Regions from separate parts of the Mus musculus genome. Here region 2 is linked to region 1. A link is a contact called in public Hi-C data. All regions are on one chromosome and are shown on one strand. Each heading gives the region's core, a stretch centred on a gene start, on an enhancer-like site or on the middle of the called end of the contact. The rest is flanking DNA. Distances are from core to core; before and after follow the strand shown. Region 1 holds the start of Mlst8 (MTOR associated protein, LST8 homolog (S. cerevisiae)). Region 2 holds the start of G6bos (G6b opposite strand).

Region 1 (2,945 bases), core at 99-2,598:
CCTTCCCTCCATCGCCCGCTCAACCCCTCTTGCACTAAGACTAACTGATTGCAGAATAGCCTGCCCACAGACAATCCCCTGGCCTGCCCACTCCCCGGGCAGCCGTCCTCTTCAGCCCAACACACAACACCACCTGAGGTCCCAGATGCGAGCTGTGCAGTCCTCGCCACCTGTATACATCCAGCGACCATCCTCGTGAAAGCCCACTGATGCAATGTTCTTACTGACTCCGTCATAACTGATGATGGGGTTGGGGTTATTGGAGTTGAGATCATACATGCGGATATGTTGGTAACCTAGGGACACAGGGGGAATTGAAGCATGGGTGTGCCAGGTAGAACTACGGCCAGTAAAGGGTCAGAGGTCGAGAATCTCAGGTACCTGCAGCAGCAATCATGCTTCGGTCCGGAGTAATCTCCAATGCATTTACCTGCTGAGCATGTTAAGGATAACAGGAAGAGAACCCAGAGAGGGAAACCTTGGGGCTACAAGGCCATCAAGACCTCCACCACCTGGCCTGAGTTTCCCCAAACACATATCATTCATACTTAATTCTGGCCAGCACCATCCTGCTGCCAAGAGGAGGATACAGAGTCCTGATGCTGCACTGTTCGAGTGCAGATTCCACTGTGAGCCTGCCAAAAGCGCACCGTGTGGTCATAGCCTGCAGTTGCTAAGATGACAGGGTCACTGCCCACTGTGCCTGGGGTGGTATTCATTGTTTGATGGCTGGAGAAAAAAAATGAGACCTGCACTGGGCCAAGAGGTGATAAGTAAGGTCCAAAGGTCAAAACGTTTGGAGAGAAAAGATGTACGCATAACAATCTGCACACTACAGTGTACCGGTATTAACTTCACTTTAAAACTAAGAAAAATAAGAGTGTTCAGGGTCACGCTGACAGTCTCAAAAAAAAAGACTCCGGCTACTTTGCTCCCGGGAGAGTGTTCCTTCAGCTTCACCCTCACGCTTGGAGACGCCACCTCGCCAGCAGCCAGCAGGAGGCAGTCACACGCAGAAGGCCATCGCCCGGGCGCCGTCTCTCGCAAGGGTAGGCAACGCATGCGCATGGCGACTAAGGAAAAGCCCGGCACTGCTGCTGCTGAGCATGCGTAGTTGACCGGCACTGGGATCGGATGGGTGGGGGCGCTATCTGGCAGGACCCCCGCGCTCCCCAGTGCTCTGCACACCGCCCTGGCTCTGTGTTACCGGCCCGATTACCCCGACCGCACTCTCCTAGCCACCCAGTGGTCGGTAGCAGCCCTCATCCCGTGTCCCCCGTACCTTAACACACGCTCTGCACTCTGCCTTAGTCCAGGACGGCGAGGCGAGGAGGAGCTAGTCGATAGAAGCCGGGCCGAGCGTAGAGCTATCGATAGTAACTCCGGGCGAGACCATGGGTCCGGGGAGTGGGGGAGTTGAAAGGGATACCAGAGTTCTGAGACGAAGAACTCCAGAAGTGATCGTGCTCAGAATGGCCATCAGCCGCGACGCCACCCTTCAACTCACTGGGAACTACAGCCATGGTACTGCTGCCTATTTTCCAGACTTGGCTCCCAGAAGGAATTACACTGTCGTCGTCCCTCCACCCCCCGCAGACATACACAATCACCTACCCTACCAACCAAGCTAGAATTTCTAGGTAATGCAAAATTTTCAGATAAAAATCATTTTTTCTTTTCTTTTTTCCTTCCTTCCTAGCTTTTCTCTCTTTCCTTCTTTCTTTCTTTCTTTCTTTCTTTCTTTCTTTCTTTCTTAATTTCTTAATTTCTTAATTTCTCTCTCTCTCTTTTTCTTTTAGTATAGGCATATCTCAAACACTGTACTAAAAGAATTACTTTCTTACAAGAAGTTTGAATGCAACTGGGCAGTCTGTTACTTCTATTTGCTTTATCTGGTAGCCATAGTCTAGACCCTTTCAGCCTGATCCTGAGGGCACATAAGCTAGCCCAGAAACTCGTTTAAAACTGCAGACTCTCATGCCTCCATTTTTTAAAATTTTTAATAATACTTTTTATTTAACCCAATATATAAAAATATTCTTTTAACACATTCAACATAAATATTTTGTGCTTTTTTATTTTAAACTGAAATATAGTGTGCATCATGTTCTTGTGAATAGTTTCAATTTAGACTAGATAGATACATTACAAGCACTCAACAGCTTTATGTGTCTACTAAATAACATTGAACAGATAGGTGTAGAACATCTGATTCAAGAACAGCAAATTAGCCGGGTGGTGGTGGCGGCGCAGCCTTTAATCCCAGCACTTGGGAGGCAGAGGCATATAGGAGAGAATAATATTTATATTCCTAGCTGGGGAAAGCCTAGCTGGAATATAAATATTATTCTCTCCTATATTACATCCCAACTGCAGTTTCCTCTTCCTCCCCTCCCCCAAGCCTCTCCTCTCCTCTCTCCTCTCTCCCAGATTCACCCCACCACCACCACCACCAAGTACTTCCCCTCAGGAAAGAGCAGGCCTCCCAGGGACATCAACCAAACACACACAAGCTACAATAAAACCAGGCACATACTATCACTTTAAAGCTGAAAGAGGCAACCCAGCAAGAGGAGAAGGATCTCAGGCAGCAGAGTCAGGGACAGCCCAGCCCTGTTAGGATTCCAGAACACCAAGCTTATATGCAGAGGACCTAGGTCAGAGCCTTAGCAGCTCTCTGACTCTGCAAGACCCCAGGAGGTCCACCGGCCCCTCTGTGTTCTTGTGGTGTTCCTGACCCCTCTAGTTCTTCTAATCCCCCCCCCCTCCTCTGCAGGACTCCAAACTCCGCCTAGTATTTGGTTGTGGCACTCTGCATCTGTCCCCATCAGTGGCTAGGTGAAGTCTCTCTGGTCTCTTGGTGACAATTCTGCTATCATGCCTCCATTTTTATTACCCAGCTCTACAAAGTTGTCCTTGCTTTCTCATGATCTCTTCCCACTGCA
Region 2 (2,909 bases), core at 133-2,632, about 11 Mb after region 1:
GGAGAAACTCTCTGAGGGCGTGTGCACACAGAAAATGATGGATAGGCCTAAAAAGGGGCCCAGTGCTGGAGCCTGAACACAGAGCCCACGCTCACAGCCCCAGAGCTGAAACCTTGGGAAAGAACCAGTGGTTGATCCTGGGAATCTTGCTGGCTTTGAGTAGGAAGAGCAGGGCACGAGGATCAGAGGGGTCTGTGGGTCATCATGAAGCAAATGATGACAGTACATTCTGGTGGCAGCATTGGACATGGAGAAAGGTACAGAGGACAGTGACCTGCTACAGACAAGGCCTTGTGTGGTTGGTGGTGCATGCTTGCAATCACTTTTATCCAAACACTGAAGGTAGACATAAGGAGAGGGAGATTTCAAAGTCAGCCTCAGCCATAAGAGAGCCTGTCTTTAAAAGGAGTGGAAGCGGCGGGTTAGGGTCCTGATAAGTCCTTGTGTGGGAGAGGAGATGGTGTACTCTGACCCCAGTTTCTGGCTTGGACAACTTGGGTTCTTCAAGAGCTTTCAGAGGAGGACCCAGGGGATGGCTTAAGAAATGACTGAGTCAGGTTTGACAAGCCTTGGGCAAAATGCCTGAGGCCATCTGGACAGAGTGAACTAGGTCTGAGATCTGGCTTGGAAGGACTACTGTGTATCATTTGGGGGCTGAAGATTGATTGGCCAGCTTCCTAGAAGAGTACGGAGGAGAAACAAAGAGATGAGCAGAACAGTGCTACTACAAAGACAATAGCAACAAAGTAAACCCTGGTTTAAACAGGGGTGAATGTTATCTGGTGGTAGGACATCACTGGCAACCTTTCAGTGGATGAGCAGCAGCAGCAGCCAATGAGCAGGGGGAGTGCAGTCAGACCGGTAACGAGGCAGGTCTATGTCTAAAGTTTGAAATGCTTCATTGGGCCAGGCAGTGCCTTTAAACTCAGAAGTTGGGAGGCAGAAGCAGATGAATTCTCTGAGTTCAAGGCCAGCTTGGTCTATGGTCTACGGAGTTCCAAGACAGCCAAGGCTATACAGAGAAATCCCAGTCTTGGGGGGGGGCGCGAAGAAAAAGCTTAACAGGCAGCTTGATCATCTTTAGAGAGGGCAGCAGTGGAGAAGGAAAGATGTTACAGAAGATGGAAGTGACAGAAAAAAAGTTGACCATTGGCAGAACGCAAACCAGGTAGTCAGTCGCCTCTATCAGTGCCTCTGTCCATGGTGCCTGCCCCTTCTAGCTGAGGTTATACAGGGGAGCCCCAGATAGAAAGGGTTGGCAGAACAAGGGCTTCCCTTTATACTACAACCGCATAGACAGTGGAGGCATCACCAGAAACCACTGTGGACATCCGGCGGTGCCTCCCGAGGACAGAGTGGTCCAGATCAGCGTAGTGCAGGCTCTGGAGGAGGTAGAGAGAGGACGGTAGTATGGTCTCATCAATCTGACCCCTTAGCTTGGAATCAAAGCTTTTTTTCTTTTCCCCACTGTGGGTAAAGGCGACTATGTAGCAAAGCCTGGCTTTCATCTTCCTGCTTAAACCTCCAGAGTGCTGGGATTACACTGCTGCTCCACAGCAACCTAGCTAGGCTGCTTTCTTGGCCCTCTTTCCTCCGGGATTCTGGCCTTTTTCCCATCCCCAGGCCCTTACCGGCTCCTGGTCCAGGTGGCCTGAGATCTTGGACTCCTGTTCTAAAGGCCTCTGTGGCTCAGCATTTATGACTGGAGCTATGTGGGAGGGAGGGACAGAACTGAAGGGTGAAGAGAAAATGACCAACTTTGTCTGCTCCTCGCAAGGACTCAGACTCAAGAACTCAGGGTTAGGGATTGTGCGGGTAGGATAGGGAAATTGAGTGCAGTTAATCTCACCAAATGTGGGTAGTGGTCCAGGCGGGGGCGGGGGTGGGGGCGGAGGCGAGAGTCTGTAAGGAAGTCCTTGAAGAGTCACCAATCTCGTCTTACTGGTTCCTCGGCCGCAGGCGGCGCCAATAAGAACTGTGCAAACTGCAGTCTCCGACCAGCAAAACAACTTAGGCTCCTCTGGAACCAGGTCCCGCCCACTCTCTGGGCTTTCTGACCTTTCAGTTTGGTTTCTGCAGCCTCGGTTCCCTACTCCAGCCTGTAGCCTAGCACCCAAGGGCTGACCTCTCACATTCTTTTAACAAACGCCAGGCCTCCAGACACTTCTTTTTCTTTGTAAAGGTTAGGGCTCTGCCCCACCTCTTTCCCCACGCCCTGACTGGTCACACCCTGTTTCAAGCCAGGCTCCGCCTCCAGTGCTCACCTGCGCCGCCGCCAGACCACGCCCGCGACTCCCAGTCCCAGCACAAGCCCAACGCCCAGGAGCGGAATCAGGACCTTGGGATACTCGTACCCTAGGGAGACCGCGAGGCAGGGAGAGATGCCGTGGTCAGGGGTACAGACAATAGGGTTCTACTAACTTTACCGCTCTGTAAGATTCCGCCCCGCTTTTTGTCCCGCGTGTGTGTCCAAATTAAGTGCCCCTGTGCATCTGGGCCTCGACCTACCGTGGGTAGATCCTGCAGGCCGGCAACCTGCCTTGTCCCCTAACACTTGAAGCACTGTGCGACTCTCATTCTCGTGGCGTCCTTTGCAGAAAAAGGTTCCAGAATCCCCGGCGCTCAGCAGCAGCTCTAGCCGCTTGATACCATTGTCCAGGGAACGCAGGCGGCCAGAGAAATGCTGGAGCACAGTTGGGGTCCCTCTCGTCGAGGCCCACAAGATCGGACGGCGCCCTTTAGACAAGCCCTTGCATGCTGGGAAACTAGGCGCCCAAGCCCAGCGGGTGGGGTCGGAGACCCCTATGCAGGAGAGATTCACCCGGTCCCCAGGGCTGCCCTCCAAAGAAACTAGGAAAGGTGGGGGAGGGAGATAGTTAGGGCTAGTTTATCAGGCGCTCTCTCTGTCT

The links. A called contact is a pair of places that touch in the nucleus more often than the background predicts.
Region 2: a Hi-C map of B cells shows a contact between it and region 1, with 7 read pairs. The contact joins the promoter of G6bos here to the promoter of Mlst8 in region 1. A contact is called at or near these places in 1 of 39 promoter capture datasets (cranial neural crest) and 1 of 484 Hi-C or Micro-C datasets (B cells).

What each region holds. Positions count from the first base shown.
Region 1 is chr17:24,477,730-24,480,674 of GRCm38.p6, forward strand. Mlst8 (MTOR associated protein, LST8 homolog (S. cerevisiae)) reads right to left here and starts at 1,349. Exons shown (of 9, transcript NM_001252464.1): 1 at 1,283-1,349; 2 at 591-729; 3 at 382-433; 4 at 134-296. The coding sequence starts at 719.
Region 2 is chr17:35,063,055-35,065,963 of GRCm38.p6, forward strand. It overlaps G6bos (G6b opposite strand), which reads left to right and starts at 1,383. Exons shown (of 1, transcript NR_001462.1): 1 at 1,383-2,542. Mpig6b (megakaryocyte and platelet inhibitory receptor G6b) reads right to left here. Exons shown (of 6, transcript NM_001191012.1): 2 at 2,509-2,850; 3 at 2,265-2,355; 4 at 1,850-1,902; 5 at 1,632-1,708; 6 at 1-1,382. The coding sequence ends at 1,278.